Regions from separate parts of the Mus musculus genome. Here regions 1, 2, 3 and 4 are each linked to region 5. Evidence: chromatin contacts called from public ChIA-PET and promoter capture Hi-C data. All regions are on one chromosome and are shown on one strand. The core of a region is the stretch at or near the end of the contact, and the rest is flanking DNA. Distances in the headings are between cores, read along the strand shown. Region 1 has its middle 10 kb from the start of Il10. Region 2 has its middle 26 kb from the start of Il10. Region 3 holds the start of Il20 (interleukin 20). Region 4 holds the start of Rab7b (RAB7B, member RAS oncogene family). Region 5 holds the start of Ikbke (inhibitor of kappaB kinase epsilon).

Evidence for each region. ChIA-PET counts read pairs in DNA pulled down with a chosen protein or histone mark. Capture Hi-C pulls out chosen DNA fragments and counts their contacts.
Region 1: a contact with region 5 is called in an RNA polymerase II ChIA-PET map of memory CD8 T cells, with 6 read pairs. The contact joins the enhancer-like site here to the promoter of Ikbke in region 5. A contact is called at or near these places in 1 of 39 promoter capture datasets (trophoblast stem cells), 2 of 115 datasets of contacts at active chromatin or transcription factors (effector CD8 T cells and memory CD8 T cells) and 3 of 9 other capture datasets (adipose tissue, embryonic stem cells and liver).
Region 2: a contact with region 5 is called in an RNA polymerase II ChIA-PET map of memory CD8 T cells, with 11 read pairs. The contact joins the enhancer-like site here to the promoter of Ikbke in region 5. A contact is called at or near these places in 1 of 39 promoter capture datasets (pre-B cells), 1 of 15 datasets of contacts at CTCF or cohesin (large pre-B cells), 17 of 484 Hi-C or Micro-C datasets (B cells, the Ba/F3 cell line, Th1 cells and 10 more), 1 of 115 datasets of contacts at active chromatin or transcription factors (memory CD8 T cells) and 3 of 9 other capture datasets (adipose tissue, embryonic stem cells and liver).
Region 3: a promoter capture Hi-C map of pancreatic islet shows a contact between it and region 5. The contact joins the promoter of Il20 here to the promoter of Ikbke in region 5. A contact is called at or near these places in 4 of 39 promoter capture datasets (the C10 cell line, embryonic stem cells, second pharyngeal arch cranial neural crest and 1 more) and 1 of 9 other capture datasets (pancreatic islet).
Region 4: a contact with region 5 is called in a promoter capture Hi-C map of pancreatic islet, with 2.4 times the contacts expected there. The contact joins the promoter of Rab7b here to the promoter of Ikbke in region 5. A contact is called at or near these places in 9 of 39 promoter capture datasets (the 3T3-L1 cell line, the HPC-7 cell line, embryonic stem cells and 4 more), 3 of 115 datasets of contacts at active chromatin or transcription factors (bone marrow-derived dendritic cells, bone marrow-derived macrophages and memory CD8 T cells) and 4 of 9 other capture datasets (adipose tissue, liver, macrophages and 1 more).

Annotation. Positions count from the first base shown.
Region 1 is chr1:131,007,098-131,012,119 of GRCm38.p6, reverse strand. No RefSeq gene overlaps it. Among named protein-coding and RNA genes, the nearest start is that of Il10, 10 kb to the left of the region's middle. Within about 2 kb of position 1,424, at least 27 of the 459 cell types and tissues checked have an H3K27ac peak or open chromatin away from gene starts, as enhancers often do. A contact at or near this core is called in memory CD8 T cells, where this site is marked.
Region 2 is chr1:130,990,823-130,996,199 of GRCm38.p6, reverse strand. No RefSeq gene overlaps it. Among named protein-coding and RNA genes, the nearest start is that of Il10, 26 kb to the left of the region's middle. Within about 2 kb of position 2,284, at least 25 of the 459 cell types and tissues checked have an H3K27ac peak or open chromatin away from gene starts, as enhancers often do. A contact at or near this core is called in Th1 cells, adipose tissue, memory CD8 T cells and 1 more, where this site is marked.
Region 3 is chr1:130,908,467-130,913,762 of GRCm38.p6, reverse strand. It overlaps Il20 (interleukin 20), which reads left to right and starts at 2,467. Exons shown (of 5, transcript NM_021380.2): 1 at 2,467-2,695; 2 at 2,964-3,029; 3 at 4,036-4,188. The coding sequence starts at 2,537.
Region 4 is chr1:131,686,764-131,692,340 of GRCm38.p6, reverse strand. It overlaps Rab7b (RAB7B, member RAS oncogene family), which reads right to left and starts at 3,646. Exons shown (of 6, transcript NM_145509.3): 1 at 3,506-3,646.
Region 5 is chr1:131,277,807-131,282,729 of GRCm38.p6, reverse strand. It overlaps Ikbke (inhibitor of kappaB kinase epsilon), which reads left to right and starts at 3,167. Exons shown (of 22, transcript NM_019777.3): 1 at 3,167-3,399; 2 at 3,943-4,031. The region is part of intron 1 of Gm51644 (a long non-coding RNA gene); the gene reads right to left.

The DNA of each region.
Region 1 (5,022 bases), core at 175-2,674, 270 kb after region 5:
GGAACAGAAGGAGAGAACTGGCTCCTAAAAGTTGTTCTCTGACCTTTAATTATGTGCTGTGGAACATATGTGTGTTAGCGACACACACATACAAAGTTAAAAAAAATCCTTATACATATTCTGAAATTTAGACTTCTGTGATTTATTGTTTTGGCTGGAGCCTTTGAAGAAAACCCAAATGCAACTAAATAATGGGAGTGGGGGTGGGGGTTTCTTAGATTATCAGGATACCCTTTGAGAATGGATAATATCAGAGTGATCCAGAGAGAGGAGGGATGGTCAAATGAGGTAGGGGAGGAAGGGGCAGGGTGTGTACCCACAGGGCTGTGCCTTGTATTCTGAGGTCCTTATCTGCCCTAAGTAGACACCTTGAGGACAGGACCCTCAAGTGGGAGGCTGGTTATAAACTGTTTTCACACTAACAGTTATTGGTCTCTGGAAGAAGGCTGCATGTCTTGTGTCCCACCTCATTTATGTCAGACAGCTAAGGATGGACCCGCTATCATCCTTCTGCTTCCCGCCACCAGTTCTGTGTCCCCGGGATCAGCTCTGTTGTTGGAAGCCATAGATACCTTCCTCGAGGCTTGTCTTTGTAGCATGGTGTGGCAGTTATGCGGGCAAGTCCTGGAGTCAGACTTGGCCTGCCTTTTAGCATCTGTGTGGTATTGGGAAGATTACCAAGCTGGTCTGTGTTTCCGTTCTCTATACACAATTGGATAAGAGGACGGGAACTGCCCTATTGGGCAAAGACCAAATGAAACTATGATCCTGTGTAAATGATTCAGTGAGCATCTGCCCTGTACAAGCTGGCACACCCTAGGGATGGTGTTGATGTTTCTTCTTTACAATGCTCAGAGACCGCAGCTGGATGAATCTGCTCATAGACCTAAGGTCTTTGGAACAGCAGAACAAGTTTTGATCTCAGTTTTCTGAAGGCATTATAGGGGGACAGAGAAGATAATCCTGTGATGGGAGGAGTTTGGCTCATGCACTGGGAACCCCACTTCCTGCCCTAGTTCCTGGATCAGGAGCTTCAAGACAAGTTATCCCAGAATCTTCTTTCTTCTTCTGAGAGCTGAAGAGTTGTCAGAGCCATTTTTTTTTCCCAAGCTACTTTTCAGTTCTAGAATTTTTTTTTGTCACTGCACCTCCGCTCGATCTACTCCCTGTGGCAGAAATTAGTTGGCACTCCGATGTATTAGTTCCGGTGTGTTTTTTCCATACCAAAACCCCAGGTACAAGACCAGGCAGGCCCCTTCAGTCTCTACTAGTCTGTGCTCCTGCCCAGCTCTGGAAGTGCCATTCTGTAAGAGAAACAAACCTTTTTCCTGGGGGCAGCTTTTGCGTGTTCACCTGTGTTTCCTTCTCGCCGTCCTGGCCCCCGGTGCTTTGAGGTTGCAGTTTCGTTGTGAGTCAGGCCTGCTGAGAGCATCGGAAACCAGAGAGGCCTTCATTGAGTGGCAGGACATGATGCTGGCTTTTCCTCAAGAGCATGACCAGGGTGGCGACCCAGGTGTGGGAGGGAGGTGGTGGGTTTCTCGGATTGACTGTGTCAGGGAGAAATTACTGGAAAACCCTCGAGAGCACCACATCTATTCGGAAGAGCTGGCACTTTCTTAAGAAAGAAAATAATCTATACACGGTAGGACTTGGTGGAGCCTTCCTGTGATCTTTGCACTCAGGAATTTGAGGCAGGAGGATTTCTAGATAAGGCCTATCTGGACTACAGAATGAGGACCTGTCTTAACTAAAAGCCTCCAAACAGAAAAAAACGAGCAGCCAACCAAACAAAGTCAGAAACGGCCCACACTATGGTAGAACACACACCCTTGGCAGTTTAATACCTGCTGAGAGGCAGGTCTGGTGTAGATCAAGGCCTTTTGGTGTGACTGGTTCCTGACAGAGGACTCAAATGACAGATTTTCTTAGCAAAGGTGATTTGGGGATCATACCGGATTCTCCTGACAGAGCACAGTGAGGCTAATCTGAGTGCTGGCTCAGTGTTGGTGAGGTTGCCAGAAGCTGTAGGCTTAGCGGAATTAAGGTCCCCCAACCCTTCCATTGTATCTGACCCAGAAAAGAAAACAGAACAATACTGAGGGGCCAGCACTGTTTGACCATGTGACTGACTCTCCCACCATGCATTCCCCCATGCCAGCCTTTTCATGGGTCTATGAAAGAAACACCAAGGAGCAGGTGGGCTGGAAGTCCACAAACTAGAAACGTGTAGATGACACAAAGGAAGATGCTCACCACCTGCAATGTAGAAACACATTGTTTTATAGACTTGAGCAGCAACCTTTCTGGTCCTTCCTTATTCTTGCTGTGAGGCACTATTTCTAAAGTGATTAGTAGCTTCTAGAGAGCCAGGGTCAAATGCAGATCCGGGAAAGAAGCGTCAAAAAGAACCAACAGTGGATTCGGAGTTTGGAAACGGCAGCGGCTTCAGAGTGCTCAGGGCCGGATGGGAAGCTGGGATGGTGTGCAGATCCTCTGGGATACCCCTGGTTACACAGAGTGGAAGATAGAGGGGGTTCATTGAAGGGCTGAGAGCCCCTTAGAGAGGGGGAAGGTGTGGGAGGCTTCCCAAGTGAGTTATCAGGGGGGAAGAATTATAGGAAGTGACAATATTGTTTATTCAAATGCCACCTAAGACCATCAGGAAAAGAATGTCTCCTATGCAAACCCTATAGAACCCAGATCCTGAGACTGTAACTGGGGCTGGGCTGTAATCCATGTGCACTGCAAACTAAGCCAAATCAGCTTTTATAAAGAGTTTTTAGGACGATGCTGTTCTAGGTCCTAAAAGAGTAACTTTCAAACATTTGTGTAAGAGCCCCAAATGACTCTCCCTGTAGCATATAAGAGTGTGTCTCGCCAGAAGGGTCTCCATGTGTTAAACTGTGCGTTAATGGGGGCCTTGGGATGGGGAGTTGGAAGAGTAAAGATGATATCTTTAGAAGGGTGTCATGGACAAGCTGACCTCCTTGCATCTCTTCTCTTGGAATCAAGAACCCCAGTGTACTTCCAAGGAAACCTTATTATATCTGCAAGGTGAGAAAATAAACCCTTCCTTTGGCACTCTGTGGCTAGCTGCGATGGCCTATATGGCCTCTTCTCTGCCCATTGGAACTACATATTGATCATCAGAACAGCTATGTTGGCTGGTACCGTCTCAGTTGTGGTTCCCATTTTCAGTCTCCTGAAATGGCTCTGAACGCTCAAAGGCTGGGGAAGAGCTAAGATTCTGACAGTTGAGTCCTGCCTGTGGAGGCAGATGCTGATGGAGACTAACTAGGTAGGATCTTTGGTAGAGGAACATGACAGACAGTGGGACTTCTGATCTTCATAACAATGGCTGAAATTTCTGTTTCATTTCAGGTCAAGTCAGAAAACTTTAGAGAAAGCTTGGTAAGGGGTTGGGGATGGGTGGGGAAAGAGGTCGGTGCCTCTCAGATCAGACAGAGCCAGAATTTGCTCTCATTGCCGCAGTGGTGGGAAAATGGAGTTTCAGGGTAGAGGGCTAGGGCAACCGTGATCTGAGTCAGAGAAAGGGTGTGAGGGATGCTGGGAACTTCACACTGACCCCACTGTGGTCCCCTGCACTTTCCACCTCAGCTGAGCCAAAGGCCATATACAAGTTTAACTGCAGCTGGTCCTCACTACTGTTCACATTCTGAGGTTAACCAGCAAACTCTGCGTACACCAGTCCCTTCCAGCTCCTGGGCCACAAGAGAACAAAATATGCTCTTAAGTCATTTTAGACTTCTGGGTATCACAAGCCAGGCTCATCTTCTCAGGCTGCTCATTTCATCACCAAATTTCCATTTTCACTTGCTTCCATGCTCAGCGCCTTCAGGTCAGCCATTTAGCTTGGCATCCCACACAAAATGCTGTATAGTCTTCATTCTTACAGCTCTCTCTGCTCAGGGATCTGGCCAATTTCAAAAGGTCCTTGTTGCTGTAGGAGTTGCTCCTACTTGTGGGTCTCCAAGCATGGGTTTATTGGTCAGTACTGGCCTTCGTCGCCACTCACTTCTGCGCTTCCATCTCCCGACTACCTAATCTTCCATGAGGTTTTCTTCAATAGCTTGTTCCCACTGGGATTTCATTGAAAAACTCCTTGGCTCTGTTCCTGTTCACCATGAGGGGGGAAGTTTTGCTTCATCATGCTTCTACTGCCATGATATCCTGCCATGATATGCTAACACTTCTCAGGCACAAGCAACAGAGTCACCTGATTCTGACTGTGGATAGACACCTTTGAAAGTAGGAGTGAAGACATGTATTCCCTGCTTGATTCCTCAGGTATTTGTTATAGTGATGAAAAGTTTGCCTTTGAGGAGGGCGGCAGTTACCCCAAAACAGGAAAGCAGCAGGTTTGACTCTTAATCCTCATTTCTGAAAGACAGATAGACAGACAGACAGACAGACAGACACAAGCACACATGCATGCATGAATGCACAAAGAACACGTAGAGATGTAGCCTCCTTGGTCAGCCAACACCCTTGCGATCTGTAGGGAGGGGTATTTCAGTACATTTTATTGGCATAAGAACCTCTGTAGATCTTTTTGTTTTGTGTTTTTTTGTTTTTGAAATGTCACAATCATTTGCAGTTTGGGATAGGTCAGTTACATTGGAAAGTCATATACATCCCCCTTTCCAAGAGTTATTTTCCATTTACTTACATGTCTCTGTATGGGCATGTGAGTGCAGGCTCCCATGGAGGCCAGAAGGAGGGCATAGTCACCCTGGGAGTTGGAGCTACAGATGTATGCTGCCTAACCTTGGATGCTGGGAACCAAACTCCAGTCCTCTGTAAGAGAAGCGTGTCCACTCAGCTGCTGAGCCATCTTCCTGCCCCAAGTCATCTAAATTCCAAACAGTACCTTCTCATGACTCAAAATCTCAGGCAATAGTAAAATAAATGTGTGACAAGTAGACTTCCAAATAGAAGCCTAGTTGGATGTGCTCATGGTCAGATGCAACAGTGGCAACAGCAACCTTTGAGGGGGCAAGA
Region 2 (5,377 bases), core at 1,035-3,534, 290 kb after region 5:
ATGCTAGCTCAGTCTGGACGGGGGAGGATGACGAGACTTCTAGCTTTGACGTTTTGAGAGTGACGTTTTGAGGGAAGGGAAGGTGGAAACGCAGATAGACGACCTTTATTATACCTTTCTCTCCATCAGCCCTCTTGCTAGTCATGGCCTTTTTCTTTATGCTAATGGTCTTTGCCAAGTCCAGGTAGCTGGACTATAGAAACTGCGTTTGAAGGAAGCCTAGGGCATCTCAGAATAACTCCAGGTAGAAGTTGCTGCAGGTCCTTGGACGCTGCTTCCTCCCGAGATCACTGTGTTGGAGGCAACTTGTTTTGAGCTTGAGGGTCCAGGAAAGATGAGTTCCTGCTTCCACATCCCCAGTCCCAAGTCCAGTGACTGGAGAGACAGGGATAAAGAGTGCAGTCTAAACCAGGCATCTGTGCTGCAGTGAGCTGCAGTCAAGGACCATGTGGTTGCCTAGGTGACAGTGGGAATGTGAGTCAGATGATGTCCCAAGTCAAATATCTTGTCCTTTATGAAGACCTCTGGCCAATCCCTAGGGAGGAAGTCCTCCCTAACTCCTCACAGTGCCTTGTTTCCTGCTCTTCTTGGCACTCACTGTTTTCAGCTGGTGCTGACACCGTGTGCTAAGGCTGGTTTTGTAATTGTCCCCTTTCCTGCCTGTCTGCAGGTCTGTTCTCTGCTTATTTCTTACAACTTCTGTCAAAGGAACTAAGAAAAGAATAAATAAATGAAGTCAAAATAGTCTTTAAATAAACACATTTTCAGAATACTTCAGCAACACATGAATTATTTTATTAGACCGGCATAAGGGGTTTCTAGAGACTGTTCCTGTACGATGACCCTCCTGGGTCCAGTCTCCATTGCCTTCCTGTGCCTGGGAAGACAATGAGTGGAGCTTACGTCCTTTCCTGGCCAGAATCAAGACCATTCACCCTGGTTCCCTCCTACCTTTCACACCCATCTTTGTTCCCTAACCACTCAGCATCCCTTCCTGTTGGTTCACCTTTGCCTTCTATTTAGGCAGACTTTCCCCTCTTCCTTGCCTCTCCACAACTACTCACTCTTCCACAGCAGATTCCCAGAGCCTCTGTCTCTCTTCAGGCATCCCTGGCACTCCTCCCAGCCAGACCCTACAGACACCTATTCTCTGTGTGACCTACACTTTAGACTGACCTCTGTCTTTCCTCCTATATCATAGTATTGACTTCACAGCACGATCCTTACACGCTTTCCGGCAAGCAGATTACGTATCTCAAGCTCAGGCTGAGAACGTGATTGCCGCAGTGACCAACAGAAGAAACTCTCAAAGAAATTCCACTGAAAGTTGGCATATCTGGACATCTTGTCTACTGGGGTTGGATAAGACAAAGATGGATTTGGGCAGAATTTTAGTAAGTAGAAACGTGGAAAAGGACATTTTTGGGTAGAATGGCAAGAGTCTGTGGCACAAAGGAATGGCAGGGAAAGGTAAGGACACATATGGGGCTGGAGGGAGGAACAGAAAAGGATGGAGACTTCATATGAGGTGCCAAGATGACGTTGGCTCATTACATGAGTCATTTCATCACTCAGAAACCTGGTAAGGATGCAAGAGACAGAAAGGGAAACTGAGGCTCAGGAAATGGTAATAGATGATGGGGAACACCCCCTTCCCTTCTAGCCAGGGTTTTGCTATATAGTCTGGTCTTGAACTCACAACCTTCCCGTCTCTGCCTCCAGAGTCCTGGGATTGTAGGCACATGCCATCACACCAGATGCCTAACATTGCTTAAGTATAAAGGGAAAGTACAACCATGTCAAAGAGATGAGGGGCTTGGTCGTGTTATGGAGAAATCCTGGGCTTATGGCTCCAGTGAGGCAGCCAAAAGCCATGCTCTCTCTTTTTTTTTCTAACTACCTTTGCTTTTAAAGATATTTTACTCCAAGTTGGTGCAATTGAAATACCAGCTTTGCTCAGAGGTAACTGAAACTGCTTGTTCAAAAGGCAGATTTCCTGGCCTGACTCTAGTATTTAGACTGTCTTTCTGTGGAACTGAAGAGTGTCCCTTTTGAAACAGCACCCCAGACACTCTACCGACTGAGAACTACCTCCTGACTGCAGTCCTGCCCATGGGGTTCACTAATGTGACAGGAGCTGGTGGTACCAGGAACTCACTGCTGAATGCCTTCCAGGTCCCTGTCCTGATAGAGGCTTTGGCCCAGAGGCTGTGTGTAGGAGTCCCCATCTTTCAGAATTAGTGGTGCGGTTAGAGTAGCAACGTGACTTTCTGTGGACGGAAGAAGGTAGGTCGGATGTGAGAGTCTCCCTCCGTGAACATGTGTGCGTCATCTGACTCATAGCCTGGATCTCTACTCTCAAAAACAACTCATTTTTGTTCCTGTCAGCGTGTTGGCTGGCCCACAACAAAGAGACTAAGATGAATTGGGCTGAGCTGGAAGGACCCACCAAAAGCTTCTGGGGCCTCGGGGGCAGCCTAAGTTGGGAACAGAGTTAGGGCATCATTATTCCTCTGAGGATTGATAGCATATAAGGCACTGCTCACAGAAAACTGCCAGAGGATAGACAAGCTGTCCTTCATGAGTTTTTAAGAGTGTGGTGGTCTAGCTCAGGAACCTCTGAGGAAGTGACGAGCCGCCTGCATGTACTTTGAAATTACCCGATACTTAAAAAAACAAAAAACAAAACAAAAACAAAAAAACCCGGAAATGTTCAGGTTTCCGTTGTTCACATTCAACTCTCTGGAAAGTTGGGAATCTGTCTCAAGCTTTGAGAAGCTGTAGAAAGCACCCTAGGGTTTTGGAACAATCAATCTGACGTCACTCCTGGGGACAGGTCTTTGAAATTGGTCACTAAATAGGGAGAACTTGTTCCAGCTCAGATCCTGTAACATCATAACTCTTTCTTCTTTGCTTACCTGCTCCCCTCCCCTCCCTTCTCTATTCTAAAAACAGAAAGTCCAGAAAAGCTTCCTCCCTTATTTCTCTTCTTCGCAGGGTGGGAGTTGGGGGTTCAAGGCAGGGTCTCATTGTGTATCTCTGCCTGTTCTGGAACTCATTATCTATGTAGACCAAGCTGGCCTTGAACTCACAGAGATTCTCCTGCCTCTGCCTTCTGAATGCTGTGATTAGAGGCATGTCACCACTATGACTGGTCTCTAGTTGTCTTTGGAGGACAACATTCAAGGATATTTAAATATGACTTCTGGTCACTAATACTTGGGTGCCAAACTTGCATTTGTTAGCTATAGGCTGGAAGGTTTCAGACCTTGACAGCAGAGTTAGACAACATCTGACTAGATCATAGGACGAGGGTCTCTGCATTGGAAGTCAGGGAGCCTGGTGATAATGTGGTCTTTTCCAGCATAGAGTGATCCTGACCTCAGTGTTAGGTTTCCCTGATTTGTTAAATCTCTCTCTCTCTCTCTCTCTCTCTCTCTCTCTCTCTCTGTGTCTCTGTTTGTCTCTCTCTGTCTCTCTCTGTGTGTCTCTCTCTCTGTCTCTCTCTCTCTGCCTCTCTGTCTCTGTCTCTGTCTCTCTCTGTCTCTCTGTCTCTCTGTCTCTCTCTGTCTCTCTGTCTCTCTATCCAAGAATGAGTATTTCTCTATGGTTCTGTCTGTTTTGGAGCTTGCTATGTAGACCAGGCTGGCCTCAAACTCAGAGAGATCCTCCTGCGTCTGTCACCTGAGTGTTGGGATTAGAAGCTACCACACACAGTGATTCTTTTTTGATTTTTGTCAGTTTTCTGAGTCTTCTCAGATTCCCTATCTGGGGGCGGGGTGGGGATAACCCCCAGGTTAGGTGTTTTGGAATAATTTGGGTAGTGAGAAGCTGAAGGCAACTAGAAATGGGAGGAATCAGAGTGTCTGAAGTCTCCTCTTGTGTCCCGTTTGAGTCATAGCTGCGTCTTTGCTCTCAATAACAAACTTTTATTGATGTCAGCATCTTTCCAGACACGTATGACAGAGATTTGGTACCAGAACACATCCTGATTGGAGAAGTCTGGGGTATCAGAGACACCAGGCATCCTTCCACAACCCCTAAACACCTGTTTCATCCAGTTTCTTCAATTGATCTGTACATGTTTCTTCCGGCTGGAGAAGATGGGCTGATTCTGATGTTCGCTGATGTTGTAGCTGTGAATGAACTGCATTGTGGGTAGTTGGAATCTGAGGGGATGCTCTTGGGAGGAAGAATCCATAGCACCCATTGCTTTAGAGCCACAATCTTTCAAAGTTTCGCTTGATCGCTGGGTCTTCTGTGGAGACTTACAATCATTCAAGCATGAAGTGACCTGCCCATGCCTGTTGTATGGCTCAGATTGTTACTTTTGTTCCTGTCAGCATGTGGGCTGCCTCACATGGATCTGTTACAATTCATACAATTCCTTATCTGATACAAATTTACCATTGCTCTCAGTTAATAGCATTAGTGTGTGTGTGTGTGTGTGTGTGTGTGTGTGTGTGTGTGTGTATGTGTGTGTTTAAGTGTGTGTGGTGTGTTTTGGTTTTTGGTCAAGAAGACTTTAAGCACATTAAAGGGCAGGAACTTATTCCTATATGGCCACTTATCTGCACATTTTTTTGAATGACAGCTTGTACCAGACATTAGTCTAGGTCTCATGCATTTACTATAATTTTCTTTATTCTTGAGAATTTTGCACATGTTGACAATGAGATGTTATAATAACCCTCATTTCCTATCTCCAGCTCCTCCCATAACCTTCCCCAACACCACTAATTTTCCCCCTACTCTTCTTTCTCTACCTCCTCCTCTTCCTCCTCCTCCTTCTTTCTTCTTTCTCTTCTTCAGTTCAATAAGTCCAATTTGTACTGCCCATATGTGGTTTGGGGCCATCCACTGGAGCACGGGAAATTTACAAGTGACACCCTAAAAAGTGATTCTTCCTCCCTAGCAGCTATCAATCACCAATAGCTCCTTAGTAAGGGATGGATCAATGGAATGGCCTCCTCCATCTATGGTGGAATTTTGGTTTGATCTTGTATAACACAGCTGCTGTGAGTTCATGTGTGTAATAGCCATATCGTGTTCGCAAGGTAGCATTTCACAGTGCTTCTCTCCATCCTTTGGCTCTTAATTTTTTTCCCACATCCTCTTCCATGATGTTCTCTGAGCCCTATTGAGATATAGGGATGTGTTTGTGTGTGTCCTATTAGGACTTATCTCAACACTTTGATTAATGCATTGATTGTTGCCCACCGTTGAAAACACGTTTCCTTGACTCATGTTGGGAGCATTCAGGCCTCCTGGGTATAAACAAATATTTATAAGAAATTGACAACATGACCATAATTAATCAAAAATAGTAATTGCAGGCACTACCCAATGGCCTCCCCTTCTTTGGGCTCCTAACCAA
Region 3 (5,296 bases), core at 1,218-3,717, 370 kb after region 5:
ATAAGGTTTTTATCGTTTTTATTGGAAAGAAGAGAGAAAGTTATAAACCAAGCCAAGGTCCAAATGCATTGGTGGGTACACCAGAGAGGCAAGTACAGGAAGATAGGGGAGGCTTTCTGTAGGCCCAAGATGCTATCTGATGACATTCTTAGCTTTTGGGTTGGTGCAAGCTAGTGGTCTGCTAAGCTAATAGAGTCCAAAAGGTTTCTATATATCAGTCACAAAATGTTAGTTCAGGTACAGAGGTGGGCCGACAATTGCTCTTCTGGAAGGTTAGAACTAGCCCAGGATATGATAAATAGCCTCTGGGCCTGCAACATTTCAGCTTTGCCATAGGACTAAAATTCTCTGCAGACACAGCTTCCATCCATGATTTCTTTTTCACAATAGATTTAACATACACTCACTGTATGTCAGGAAGTGACAATATCAACCTAAAACGAATCACGTGCTCCCTGTGTGCTAAGTATATATACCATATTTCATTTAAATATGAGTTTTGGAGTATGATAATCACCATTTTTGGGCTAAGAAAATAAAACTCAGAGAGATATAGGGTGTCCAACTCAGTTTGGTTTATTTGTGACTTCCCACTGAGAAAATATCTTTAACTGAGTGAACACCTTCAGTCCTGGGCAAACGCAATCAACTGACTGAGGTGGTGGGAACTGGCAGAGCAGAGATTTTGTGTGTGTGTGTATGTGTGTGTGTGTGTGTGTTTTCTTCCCTCCAAACCCACTAAAAGCTGTCAAACATATTGAAACATTAGATAAGCTTATTATAGTGCTAAATGACTATGTGTGCGTATGTGTGTTTGTGTATATGTGTGTTTGTGTGTATGTGTGTTTTTGTATATGTGTGTTTGTGTGTATGTGTGTATGTGTGTATGTGTGTTTGTGTGTATGTGTGTTTGTGTGTATGTGTGTTTGTGTGTATGTGCATGTGGAGGCATGTGGGGGTTGTCCTTCCTCAGAAGTCATCCCTCTTGTTTTTGAGACAGGAGCTCTCACTGGGAAGTGGAGCATAGTGATGAGGTAAGGCAGGGGAGCCAAGCCCAGGGATGGCCCTGCCTGTGCCCTACCAGCGTGCTACAGGCGTGCTCCAGCCTTTCACACAGGTTGGGGGTGTGTGCTAAACTCACGTCCTCATGTCTGTGCAGCAAGCACGCTACTGACTAAGTGTCTCCCTAGGAGCACTGAAAGTTGAAATATTTCACTCAGACTTCCAGTATTTTATCTGATTTTTTTAAAAGGGAAGAACACCCACAAATAATATTTTTATCATATAGTTTCAAGAAAACATATTAAAATATGAAAATACATACACAGGGGCATATGGTTCTTCTTCTGTTTCAATGGCTCGGCCTGACACCACCATATTCTGTTCCTATTTAAGATTTTAATATTGTTTGCCATGGAAAAGTTCTTGTTTGTTGTTGCATTAAAATATTCTGCCCCCACCCTAGGGCCACAGTTACCGCCAGCAGGTGAGGCCTGGAACAGCAGGATCTTGCAATGAGTTGACAGAGAATGGAGTCTCCAAAGACATTCCACAATGTGCAGTCGTTTTGCAGTCGAGGCGAGAGCCTCGTTTTGCTTATCCTATGCTATTCTAACTTTATCTTAAAACTCAATAACCATTCCCTATTAACTGAACACCCTCACTGCAAAACTGTCACGAACTGTCTCAAATGTGCTTCTGCTTTTTTTGGTGGGGTTCATTCTCTCAGCTCCTAAGATACAAGGCCAGGGAGAAAGTCTGTTACTATTGGGTCCACCGTAGTCGTGTCTTACTGAGGCTCCCATGCAGAGGGCAATGTGGAGTCCCAGGAGCCTCTGGAAGGATCCGTCTGAAGCGGAGCGCCACCAGTTCTTGCCTTTCACCAGCTGAAGGACTGTTATGAAATCATTGATTTTGTTTGTTGGCATCGGGGCTGTAGCGAATCTCTTATGCTCCATTAACCACTCTGATCTCAGAACAATGCCAAATAGAGCTAGGCTCTTTTGCCCTGTGGGTATCTGTAAAATCTAGACAATTTTCCCGCAGGTGTTTTTGGTGGCATGGTCACAGCTTCTGTGACACTGTTTTCCCCTGTAGGTCTAAGGGGACCGCAGAAGGAGTTGCAGTGGCTTTCTGAAGGGAGGGAGGGGTTGTCTACGTCAATTCTCTCCAACATGTTTTGACATTTCTTCTGATATGTCATCTTCTGTTGGTTCACTGCAAGTGTTTGCTGCTCCAGGCCTTCTCTGCTGGCAATGACTGCGGAACTGTGAAGGAGACCCAATAAAAGGAGCCATGACCTGTGGTACTACCCAGTACCTAGATCCGGAAGGGACTGGGAGGTTTCTGTCTGAAGCAGCTTTTCTTAGGAAGTTGTGTGAACACATAGCACTGCTTGCAGCTGGGGAAAGCTGTTCAGTTCCCACCCAGTGGGCAGCTGGTGCTGGCATATTCCTGGTGGCTAGATGGGAGACATCGATAGCCCTGATTGATCTCTTTGAATTTTCGCTTCTGGTCTCCAGGATCTAGGTGTAAGATGAAAGGCTTTGGTCTTGCCTTTGGACTGTTCTCCGCTGTGGGTTTTCTTCTCTGGACTCCTTTAACTGGGCTCAAGACCCTCCATTTGGGAAGCTGTGTGATTACTGCAAACCTACAGGCAATACAAAAGGAATTTTCTGAGATTCGGGATAGTGTGGTATGTAAAGGAAGGGATCCATCTTTCCTGTCTTGTCTTGTCTGTCTGTCTGTCTGTCTTCTCAGGGTATCCTTAGTAGTATGCTAATGAAAATCCAGAGGATGGAGAGACTCCAGTCCTGGACAGTGCATTTCCAAGAGATGCCTGTACTTGGTAGTTCCAAAATGCCTCTCACTAGACCCCGGCAGGAAAGAGATCAAAAGTTTTGCTATCTAAGACCTTGGCAGAAATCAGTGACCTGTCTCTTCTTGTCCTTTCTCCTGTTTAGCAAGCTGAAGATACAAATATTGACATCAGAATTTTAAGGACGACTGAGTCTTTGAAAGACATAAAGGTCTGGATTTGATCCGGGGGAGCTCAGGGAGGGTGAATCCAGAGCTTTCTCATCAGCCTGGTCTTGTCTCCTGCTCTCCCCACTGACACACTTGTCTCCTTCACAGCCTGGTCTGGTCTCCTGCTCTCCCCACTGACACACTTGTCTCCTTCACAGCCTGGTCTGGTCTCCTGCTCTTCCCACTGACACACTTGTCTCCTTCACAACCTGGTCTTGTCTCCTGCTCTTCCCACTGACACACTTGTCTCCTTCACAGCCTGGTCTGGTCTCCTGCTCTCCCCACTGACACACTTGTCTCCTTCACAGCTTGGTCTTGTCTCCTGCTCTCCCCACTGACACACTTGTCTCCTTCACAGCCTGGTCTGGTCTCCTGCTCTTCCCACTGACACACTTGTCTCCTTCACAGCCTGGTCTAGTCTCCTGCTCTCCCCACTGACACACTTGTCTCCTTCACAGCCTGGTCTTGTCTCCTGCTCTTCCCACTGACACACTTGTCTCCTTCACAGCCTGGTCTGGTCTCCTGCTCTTCCCACTGACACACTTGTCTCCTTCACAGCTTGGTCTTGTCTCCTGCTCTCCCCACTGACACACTTGTCTCCTTCACAGCCTGGTCTGGTCTCCTGCTCTTCCCACTGACACACTTGTCTCCTTCACAGCCTGGTCTAGTCTCCTGCTCTCCCCACTGACACACTTGTCTCCTTCACAGCCTGGTCTGGTCTCCTGCTCTCCCCACTGACACACTTGTCTCCTTCACAACCTGGTCTTGTCTCCTGCTCTTCCCACTGACACACTTGTCTCCTTCACAGCTTGGTCTTGTCTCCTGCTCTCCCCACTGACACACTTGTCTCCTTCACAGCTTGGTCTTGTCTCCTGCTCTTCCCACTGACACACTTGTCTCCTTCACAGCCTGGTCTGGTCTCCTGCTCTCCCCACTGACACACTTGTCTCCTTCACAGCTTGGTCTTGTCTCCTGCTCTCCCCACTGACACACTTGTCTCCTTCACAGTCTTTGGATAGGTGCTGCTTCCTTCGTCATCTAGTGAGATTCTATCTGGACAGGGTATTCAAAGTCTACCAGACCCCTGACCACCATACCCTGAGAAAGATCAGCAGCCTCGCCAACTCCTTTCTTATCATCAAGAAGGACCTCTCAGTCTGTGTGAGTAAAGGTGTTGGTTACATAGTTGGAAGGCCTTAGCAACCAGGCTCATTTTTCTTTCCTATGGATGGGTAGAGAAATTGAATCCAAAATTACTAAAGAAAACAAGAAGCCAAACAAACCAACCAACCAACCAACCAACCAACCAACCAACCAACCAACCAACGCTAACCACCCCCCCAAGAGTAACTTTTTAGAAATAATGAATATATGCTGAATTCAAAAAAGCATCCTAAAAAGTTTGAAGAAATACAAAATGCTGGCTTTTTGGTATTTGTGATTATTAGCTCATATCTGTGAAACTAGATTTTTTTCTTTTTAAAAAAGATTTATTTATTTATTTTAGTATATGAGTACATTGTTGCTATCTTTAGACACACCAGAAGAGGGCATCAGATTCCATTACAGATGGTTGTGAGCCACCATGTGGTTGCTGGGAATTGAACTCAGCAGTCAGTGCTCTTAACCACTGAGCCATCTCACCAGTCCTAGATTCTTTTCTATAGGTAATGAGTTCTACATCCTTACTAGGGCACCTTGTACTCAAATGGTAGGTGAGTGGGCTATTGGGATTGATCTTAGGTTATGAACAGGACTATAGAATTGCATTCTTTCCATAAAGGCCTGGATTTGCTCTGGAGTCTTCTAGGCAGGAGCTAGAGTAGGAAGCCAGTGGGGCACAGGAACTGGAGAGCACTGTCTCTTTCTAAAAAAGACTCTGTGCTCCATATTTAAAACTGAAAAGCTGCCTCATTAACCTGATGGTTAGTTAAATAATCCCAAATGATAAAGCAGGAAAAGACTTTCCTATAGAAGTGATTGTAGGATTATAGGGTTATAGAAACAGAACTCTCTGCTTATCCCAATAGCAGGAGCAGAAAGACCAAAATTTGAAATAAAATTGGAAGTGGAGAGAGATGGCTTAACAGTTAAGAGCACTGGCTGCTGCCCTTGCAGAGAACCCAGGTTTGATTCCCAGCACCCACAAGGTGTCTCACAACCCTTCGTTAATTCCAGTCTCAGGGACCCAGCACCCTCTCCTGGCCTTCCCTGGCACTACGTGAATGTGGTGCACAGGGGTACATACAAATCACCTTTACACTAAAAG
Region 4 (5,577 bases), core at 2,397-4,896, 410 kb before region 5:
TTTTACAAATTAAATTAATTAAAAATGTCATATATGTGTACTATATTTATACCATTTCTCCCTACCTCAAATCTTCCCTTCAACTCTTCCCATGCTTCCAACCTTGCCACACTCCCTCTCAAATTCATAACCTCTTTAAATGCCAGACTTTCTACACAAATGCCAATCAATCCATAGATATTCTGAAATGCAAGGCCATTTAAAAAGGATGAGGTGATAGTGTACAAACACACATGGATAATTTAAGTTAAACCCTGTCCCCCAGATCTAAGCATTTGACAGTGTATGACTAATCCCAAGTATCAGAGTGTGTCTCTGAGCTTAACCCTTCATGTGTGTGCCCTGGAAACACACAGCTAGAACATGTGTGTGCCCTGGAAACACACAGCTAGAACATGTGTGTGCCCTGGAAACACACAGCTAGAACATATCAGCTATGGAGAGATGAGGAAAGGCAGAAGAGAGGCTAAGAGTTTCCATTGCATCTTAAGTGTGTATATTTAAAAAGTTTATTCTGCAATCTTAAATTGCTTCTGTAATTTAAAAATATCAATGAAAGACTAACCCCCGCCCTCTCTTTCCCCCAGTTTTACCCTGATTTAACATCTCTTTACAAAGCATATGTGACTATGTGGCTGCCCAGGGTCATCTGAGTGTGAGTTCCTATTTGGATGAATCACCATGACAGGGGGGTTGGGGAAGAGAGAGAGAGGCTGCCTCATGCCAGGCAATGACTGTGACTTTGAGGTCAGAGAGCCTTCTCTCTTCCCTAATCTACACCATCTGTGACTTGAGCCATGAGTATTACTATTTTTGAATCCTCTGTTCCCTCCTGGGTAAAATGGACATCACTTATGGCTGTGGCTTCCTCTGCAGATGGCACATGTGTGTCATATTATGCTAGCATAACAGGATCTCAGTGTTGGGAAAGATCCAGATGACAGTTTAACACTGCTGTGGGGTGGGGATTGGTAGAGGAGGTCCTGAGATCTGATTTGCAGGTGGTCGCTATTTTTGATAACGTAAACATGTCTACTAAGGGTTGATGTCAAGCTACAAATATAGAGCATGCATGATACTAGCAGGACCTTGGTGTCACTTGATCGAAGCACTGGGCTCACGGGAGGCAGCCAGATGTGCCCTGGGTGCGTGTTCCTTTCATCAGGGGGACAGGTTTCTTCTAGGGGCCATCCACAGGTGCTGGGGGAGGGAGTGTTAGGGGTGGGGTTGAGGTCTTCCCTTTGGGTTTTACTTGCTTCTGATCCTAATAGCTTCTCAACCCCTTCTGCTGTCCTGATGCCCTTTCCAGATGATCCCTGGAAGTGTGCAGCCACCAAAGACTCCCATACCCTGATCCCCAAAAAGGCAAACATTAATGAGTCTGACATCTAAACATAGCCTTGATCTTTGGTTCAGAGAGTGACCTGGGCTGGCCAAGTACCAGGGCTGAAGGAGTCTGTCTGGGAGCAGCTAGGAGTGGGGCTCTCTTGACTACTACTCCCAGGTTTCAGATAGTAGCTGAGGTCCTCTCCCATGTTGTCTACCCCTGGCTGGGTGTAGCTACAATGTTCTTTGGGGCCTCTTTTCACTGGCTGACTCAGAGATTCAAAGAGGGAAGCAAGGCATCTTCGTATCAACAAAGCCGAGTCATCTTCACTGTTACTTAACAGTGAGTAGCAGGCTTGGAATGCTGGACCTGCCCAGCCAGCCCAGCCCACACAGAGCAGGACTCCAGACAGGACCACCTCTTCCCTAGCTCCCGCCCCACAGCACTTCCAAGCCAGAGCTGGGCCCCACCCATAGCTTCTCTACAAACAAGGAAGACTGTTGCTGCAGAGCTCTTCTTGGGCCTGTGTCTAATCTACCAGAACTCTTGAGGATCTCAGCCTTTACCTTCTGACATCCATATCCCACTGGCTCCATCCAGGAACCCACATAGTCTCTTGCCTTACTTGTCCTGGATGAGGTCCTGTGTAAGTTGTCAGGGAGACCAGTGAACAGCGGCAGCTGAGAATTCTGCAGCAGGCCGGGTTTCTCTGCCCAGTATTCAATCTTTCCCAGCACAGTTTCTCTTCTCCCCCTGCACCCCATACTTTATTCATTCTAGAAAACAGTGGACTTGCAGGCCGAGTGTAAGGTTTTCTGTTTAATGAGATTCTTGGGGCACAGGAGGCTTTGTTGCCTGCCAGGATCACTTGACAGTTGGCATCACCCACCCAAATCCTTGCAGGTCTAAACCTGCTTCCTCTGCAAAGCACACCCACAGTGCTGGTTTCGGAAGGCTCCTCGTTCTCACTCTTTAAGCTCTTTGGGGAAATGTTTGTCCTGCTTCCCCAAGTAGACTACCGGTACCCTAGACAGTACCTCTTATCTCACTCTACCCCGCCTGTCCCCAAAGCATGGTCACTGATGCTGTGGATACAGAAACTTCCCTGAAGAGTGACAATCCATCCACGTGTCCTTTCTAATGCATGTATCCATTCATTCATCCATCCAGGTGTCTGTCTATCCACACACTCACATAGTGCACACCCGCTAAGCAGAAGCACAGTATATGTCTAAGGATACTCACAAACTACTATCTCCATAAGACCTTTGTAGTGGGGGACTGACCTATAAGCCCAAAGCAATTCTTTTTTATCAATAAAGAAGCAGTTTATAGAACACTTACAATTTACAAAATGCTATTATAGCCCAATGGATTCTATAGTCAGTACTAGTTGGTGGGCTGGTAAGATGGATCAGCAGGTAAAAGTACTCGCTAGAACCCATGTAAGGGTAGAAGGAGAAAATCAACTCAACAGAGCTGTCCTCTGACCTCCACAAATGTGCTGTGGTAAGTATGCATGCCTATCATTCACATAAAACGTAACACCACACACACACACACACACACACACACACACACACACACACACACCAAACAACAACAAACTAGGTTAGTAGCCAGCTTAGAGTAGAACCTGGACCTGCCCACTTCTGTTCATTAGCTCCTACATGGTAGCTCTTCACCTGGAGAAATTCTTATGGATTAGAACAAGAGGAATATTTTCCTATTTTGAGAGCTCATCTTTCTCTGATAGCTTCCAAATCTTCATCCTAGATGGCCCCCTGTCTGTGGGCCAAGGAGCTGCCAGATTCCGTAGGACCCAACCCTTTTAGAAGGTTTTGGTTTCTTCCAGGCCCTGCGGGTCTAGAGGCATAATGAGAGCCTCCTTTGAGCTGCCTGTCCTGTCTGGTATTGCTGCCTTTGCAGGTTCCCAGGCTGGGCCCCGCTCCCTGTGATTGGCAGGGAAGTCCTTTCTCCACCTCACTCAGGAACTTTCTGCAGTGCAGGGGTCTTCGGGTTGGATTAAAATTCCGCACCTGCCAGATTCTTAGCCTCATTTCTGTACCTGGTTTCTTTTCCTCTTCACCAGCAGACGAACAGTTCCGGCGCAGATGGGCACATGCAAGGACAGATGGGCTGCCAGGCCCCTTCCAGGCATGGCTGTACGACACTCACCTCACACAGGTGGGAGTTCTAGGTCTGGGTCTCTCTTCTAGGAGTGGCAGTTTCAATCTGGCCAGTATTGAGAACGCAAACGGTTTTGGTGAGAGGCCACTTCCCTCTGAGTTTTCCTCCTCTCTTTCTGTGCACAGACTTGGGAAAGTTGCAAAAGAGGCTGGGCCAGCGTGACCTCAGCTGTGTGGGTGGAGGAGGCGGAGTGCACAGGGAAAGCCAGCGAGGCTTCAGAGCTGTGTGCATTCAGGGCACCAGGCATATTCAGTTCATCAGGATTCTGATCCCAGGGGATGAGGGACGGCAGGTTTGAGTTGGGGAACTTTTGGACACAGGGCTTGAGAGGTGACACGTCCAATTTATGAGCTTGTAGGGACATCTGCCTCTGTCCATGGGAGTCTCAGGAAAGGAGCCCTTTGTTTGTTTCCCAAACAGTTGTGGAGCAGATTGGGTCCAGCCACCAGTGACCCAGTGAGGTTGGAAGATGGTCTGCTTTTAGGCCTTGTCCTCACCCCACACATCTCTCTCTCTCTCTCTCTCTCTCTCTCTCTCTCTCTCTCTCTCTCTCTCTCTCACACACACACACACACACACACACACGCACAGTATATAACACATGCACATGCATACACACAGAAAATATACACTATCCAACACCCTGCCACACTATACATGCATAACACACTTATACTTCATATGCACACCCTTGCATCCCTTGTGCCACACTCCTCACACACACATGAAACAAGATCCATTCCCTCATCACATCCATTCTATACCACCCACACCCCTACTCCATTCATATAGAATATACCCATCACACACGCACACCACACAACATACACATACCATACTACACTACCACATACATACACCACACATGCACACCACACCACACACCATACCGCACCACATATGCACAGCACACATGTATACCACACACCATACCTCACCACATATGCACACCACACCACATCAGACTTGTAAGAGGTGAGGTGTGTCCTGGCACCCCACAATCCCACACTGGGCCTCTCTGGTTAGGTTGTTGCCCAACCTGAAACACCTAGAAGAAGATGGTAATTTAAGATGCTGTTAGCATACAGTTAATGTGGGCATCTCATTTCACTGTTGTGGACTGTGCCTTGCGTATAATTGGCAGATGAAAGGCAGATGGAGTGAGTTTAGACACGACTCCCCAGATCTCAGGGGGGTCCCCTTAAGGTGTATCTAATGCGCTTCACATTCCTCACAAGTTAGGACTTTGTCTCTTTGTAGACATATTCCTTTGATTACTGTCCTGTCAGAAAGTTCTTCCCGGTTCCATAGTGCTCTCTCTCTCTCTCTCTCTCTCTCTCTCTCTCTCTCTCTCTCTCTGATGGGGCTTTCCAGCCACCATGTGTCTAAACCAGCCATAGAACCCTGCATTTGGAAAGCAGATGGGTAGCCTTGGAACCCACACTTGGCCAATTGTGCTGCTGGCATTGGCCCTACCAAAGAGTAGAAGAGAAATTGAAGTTTATTTGCTTCTATCAACTAGCAAACACTTTTGGAAGAAGGTACTTAATGGTTTCCGTACTGAATTCTACACAGGAAAGCTGAGACACTCTAAAGCCTGCTTACCCAAGTGAGGTGTTTTGGTTGCTGAGGAAGCCAAGGCAGTGCGCTGATAATCCCTGGCTTATGGAAGCTCCTTGGTTCCTGGACTATTGTCCTTTAGAAGTTCCCTCAAGCCCATGCCACCTGAATGCTCCCGATCTCATTAGCTAAGCAGAGTTGACCTGGCCAGAACTTATCTGAGAGACGCTTCTCTAATATTACTCTACTCCTCCCCCCCAGACCAGCTTTTATTTTTTTTTTCCATTTTTTATTAGGTATTTAGCTCATTTACATTTCCAATGCTATACCAAAAGACCCCCTTACCCACCCACCCCCACTCCCCTACCCACCCACTCCCCCCCTTTGGCCCTGGCGTTCCCCTGTACCGGGGCACACAAAGTCTGCGTGTCCAATGGGCCTCTCTTTCCAGTGATGGCCGACTAGGCCATCTTTTGATACATATGCAGCTAGAGTCAAGA
Region 5 (4,923 bases), core at 1,918-4,417:
CAAAGACCAGGGTTTGTTCTGAAGATAGACAGACTTGAGAGACACATTTTTCTCTGTGTACAGACTCAGAAGAAAGACAGAGGAATATGGGGACAGATGAGTTGCATAGCCCCAGTGAAGGCAGTGGTGCCAGCAGAAGGGACACATGGTCCTGTCTCTCGGGAGCAACAGCAGATATTAGGGTAGTTACGGACCGGCCGTGGCTGCTGAGGAATGAGTTCACTTTCACGTGCAGGGTCTTAAGCTGAGTGTGGGAAGGAAGAACCACGTTTCCAGATTAGGAATGATGACGTAATTGCACAGGGACCAGGCCCTTGGGGCCTGGGTAGTACACCCACAGACCCCTACCCACCACTTGGGAAGAACCAGAGTTGACTTATGAAGGTGTCGGGGAACTATAGGTTCTAAGGTTTTGGCACTTAGCCCCTGTGACTAAGTACAGTCAGTATACACAGCCCTGTAAACAAGGCCCACACATACCACCCTGCTCTGTCCTTTCTTTCTTTTGTTTGTTTGAGACCTTTCTTATTTTTAAAGTACTGGAAAGCAGTGTGTGGGGGTGGGGAGGGCGCCATAGCTACTATTGGGTATGGAATTCAGCCTCATGCATACCGAGCAGAACTACTGAGTTACACCCCAGCTGCCGGATTTTTTTTTTTTTTTTTGAAACAGGCTCTAGCTCTGATGCCCTGTTCAGTGTTGCAAGATATTTGATCACACAATGAACCCCAAGTATGTTATTTACTGGGGAAAAACAAACTGTTTCTAGTTGTGGTGTGGCACAGCACTTAGCACTCACCTTTAATCCCTCTAGCTGGAATACAGACACGCCCTTAGTACCTTTCACCCCAAACAATGAAGGTAACGTTAGTTTATAGAAGGAAGCACCCACATTTGAAAGTGATATCACACACATACACTTATACATTCATACACATGCACCCATACACAGACACACATATACACACATAAACTCAAACAACACATGCAGAGTCACACATGTATACATTTACACACACACATACACTCATAGACACATATATACTTTACACACAGAAATCTCACACACACAAACTTGCCTCTGGTTCTTGTGCTGCCTTTGGATTACCGCTATTTCTATGATTCCTTGGACCTGGGAAAATGCGGCAATGTCTGTTATGAACATCCTCTTCCCTCCAGGCTTCTAAGCCACACACACACACACACACACACACACACACACACACACACCCCTCACACACACACACTTCACACACACACACACACACCACACACACACACCACACACACACACACACACACACCACACACACACACTTCACACACACACACACACACACACCACACACACACACACACACACACCACACACACACACACACACACACCACACACACACACACACACACACACACACACACCACACACACACACACACACACACACACCTCACACACACACACACACACACACACACACAGCTGGGACACAGGCATGCAGTCCTATATCTTGACCACACCAAGGATGTTTCCTCCCAGAGTCTCCAGGCAAAGTACCATCTATTACAGTTTCACCTTGCTGGCTATCCCTAGTGTCCCAGGTACAAAGCCCCGAACAATTCATGCTCTTTGCACCTCTGGCCCTGCTTCCTATGCTTGCACTAGTCCTCCTTTGCTGCCTAACTCAGAGCACCCAGCAAGGCTGGCAAGCCCTTCCTGCTCCCCCTACAAGGTCCACAAAACCACTGTTTGCTCAGTATGCATTGCCATGCCTTCATATCACATCCAGCATCCCGCATCTCTGGGATTAGATGCCCATGTCTCCCTTTTCTGTCCTGAGCACAGTGCCTGCTTCACAGGAGATACTAGGCTTGGCTCTTGTGTTAAAAGGTGTGAAAATCCCTGGGTGGAAAAGGAGAATAGGCTTGCCAGTGAAAGGAGAGTAAGAGTGCAGGTTCATGGAAGAACATGAGTATAGCCTGCAGCATGGTCAAAGTGACACTGCAAATACCTCGTGGGCCTGAGGGGTACCCTTACCATAAAAGTAACCCAGACTTTCTAGACTGATGGAGTAGCCACATTGAACAGGTCCACCTTGCTAGAAAAGGGGGTCTTACAGCACCTGTTAAATAATGTGCTAGAGAAAATGCATGCTTCTGTCCTCTCCAAGTCCATGATCGACAAGTGCAATCCCCCATGTTCTTGCCAGGTGGAAACCTGTAACACACAGGCTGGAGTGTGGAACCCTCAGGTCTGCCCCTCCTGGCCTCACTGTGAAAAGCCACTGTAAGGGCTCTAGCTGTCACATTATCATTGGGTGGATCTGTCAGCGACAAGCTCCGGGCCTGTTCTTGCCTCTCCTCCCTGTGGTGGGGTGGGGCTGGCAGAGGAAATCACCAGGTGTGGCCAGGGGAAAGTCCCACCAACATTCTAGAGAAACATGGAATTTCCTGGGTTTTAACCCCTTGTCCAACTGCCCACTCAGAGCTGACCAGAGCAGCACAGCCCCCCTTCCCGGCTTCCCAGGATATCTGGAGTACTGGCTTATGGCTGGGAAGGTGGGCAAATTACTAAAGGTGTACAGAACTTGATACCATCAAACATGGTCTGAAAAAAAAAAACCACTTCCCAGATTCTCCATCCCCCTGCCATCCATACTACCTAAAGCACACAGTGCATTTGAGTGGCTGTGGTCAGAAAACGGCACCAGGTGGGAGCAGGTTTTGCTGTGTGTAAGGTCAGAGTAGGGGCTATGATCTGGGTGTGTACTTGTTCTTGAAAGCTCTAAAGGAAGATAAGTCCTGTCCAGCTTCTAGGAGGGGCAAGCACAGGTCCTGGCTCTTTCTAGGCAGTTTTCAACTTGGTTAACTTGTTGGACTTCTTTAGTTAACTTTAAGCAGAGCTTTGAATTTCCCTCCAGAGATGCCAGCATAGTACTCAGTGGCCTGTCACAGAGCCCCCAGCCTCCGTTCTTGGCTTCCTTGTGGCTCAGGCGATGGCCCTATGGCTTCCACTTGACAACTCACAGAATCCTCTTTCCCTTTACTGAAGGGGGAGTGGAGGTGTGTGTGGCAGCCGTTGAGATGCCTGTCCCTTTAAGAGCGAGAGGAAGGGAGGGAAAGAGGAGGGGAGAAAGAGAGAAAGAGAGAGAGAGAGAGAAGTGAATCAGGAAGTATGATAGTTAAGAGCCTGGGACTGGGTACCCCACTGCTCTCAGAGAGGCAGGAAAGAGACCTTCAGGCTCAAGACCATCACCTGCTTTGCCTGTGGATCCTGGGGGGCCCCATAGCTACCAGGATCTTCTAGGCACTGCCCAGGATTGACTTCAAGGCCTGAATCCCTGGGGGTGCCACCCAGTTCCACAAGTCTGCATTGCCCTGCAACTGAGATAGGAGATGGGGTGAGTGTGTAGTGTCTGTGGAGGAGGGTGGTGTGGGGAAGCCAGTGGGGCAGCTTCAAGTCAATACTCAGCTGAATGCCCGAGTCCTGTGTTTTTCTTGTGGTTGCTGGGAGCCTGGTAGTGTTCTGCACTCCCTCTGTGGGAAAACACTCTCAGAACGGACTGCTTGGAGGCCAGTGAGGGGCAGGGACCATGATGGCCCTGAGAAGAACCATGATTGGCCAAAAAAAGCTCCCCTCCTGGGCTCTGCTTCTCAACATGCTGATGCAAAGCTGGGGTTCAGCTTTGGGGGCCTCTACTGGCCTCTGCTTGGGATCTTTCCCCTGGGGCCCAAATAACCAGGAGAGGTTTCCAGAACAGCTGGAAAGAAGCTGGACACCGCCCCCCCCCCCCCTCTGCTCGCTTCAAGAACTGTAGGGAAGGTGACAACAGGAACAAGTTAAAGGGCTGGGACTGGTGGCCTTTGATGGGGCTGAGAATCAAACAGCACAGCAACAGCACGAAGGGGCCTCTCATCCACCCACCCTTCTCTTTCCGGTGTAGCTCAGCTCCTGGACTTGCCCCAGACAGAAAGCAAAACACACACTTGCCAGGGAGAGTCTTTGCCTGATTCTGAGCCACTTGGAGTGCAGGTATGTGTATCTGCCACAGAGGAGCCCCCGAGGAGGATAGGAGTCTGTGGGCAGGCTGGCGTTGACTCACAGAAGGCTGCTGTGCTGCACCTTCTATGCACAGAGGGTCTTGGGGATGGGAGGGTGGATGGGAGGATGATCCAGAGATAATCCAGATGTGCCACAATCAGAGCTTCTAGGTACAGAACCCAGGGCCATGCTGCCCATCTGGGATGCTGTTCTGTGCACCTCACTGCCCGCCTTCCTGACTGCAGCTATGCTTTGCCCCAGTAGCAGGGCTTGGTTGAGGACCAGCCTAGGTAGAGTCATGAAGGTGACACAATCTGCTGCCCCCAGCTGAAGGTGACACAATCTGCTGCACCCAGCTCCCAAGACTGCAGCCTTGGCCTCCACTTCAGTGCCCTGTCTGAGCCTTGCATTGGGCTGACTCCTCAGCCATACAGAGAAGCATGGACAACTCGTTCATGTTGCCTTCAGAAGGTCTCATCAGCATCCTTACCTTTGCCTAAAGCAAACATGTGTGTGTTGTCTGAAACTGGGGTGTGACTACTGATCTCTTTAAATGGCTTCTGGCTCAAAAGCTTACATTCTCCAAAGTTTGCATTTTCTTTTGTTTTTATTTATTTACATTCCAAATGCTGCCCCCACTTCCCAGTCCCTTTACTCCATCCCCCTTCCCCTTTGCCTCTGAGAGGGTGCTCCTCCACCCATCCCCTTACACCCACTTCACATACCCCAACCTCCCGCATCTCCATGCATTTTTAAATCAGACTACAAGCTGGGCTATAGCTCACTTGGTTTGTAAAGGGCATGCTTAGCTACCATGCATGAAGCCAAGGATTCAGCCCCCAGCACCAAGGTGATAGGGGAAAGTGGTACACACTCATAACCC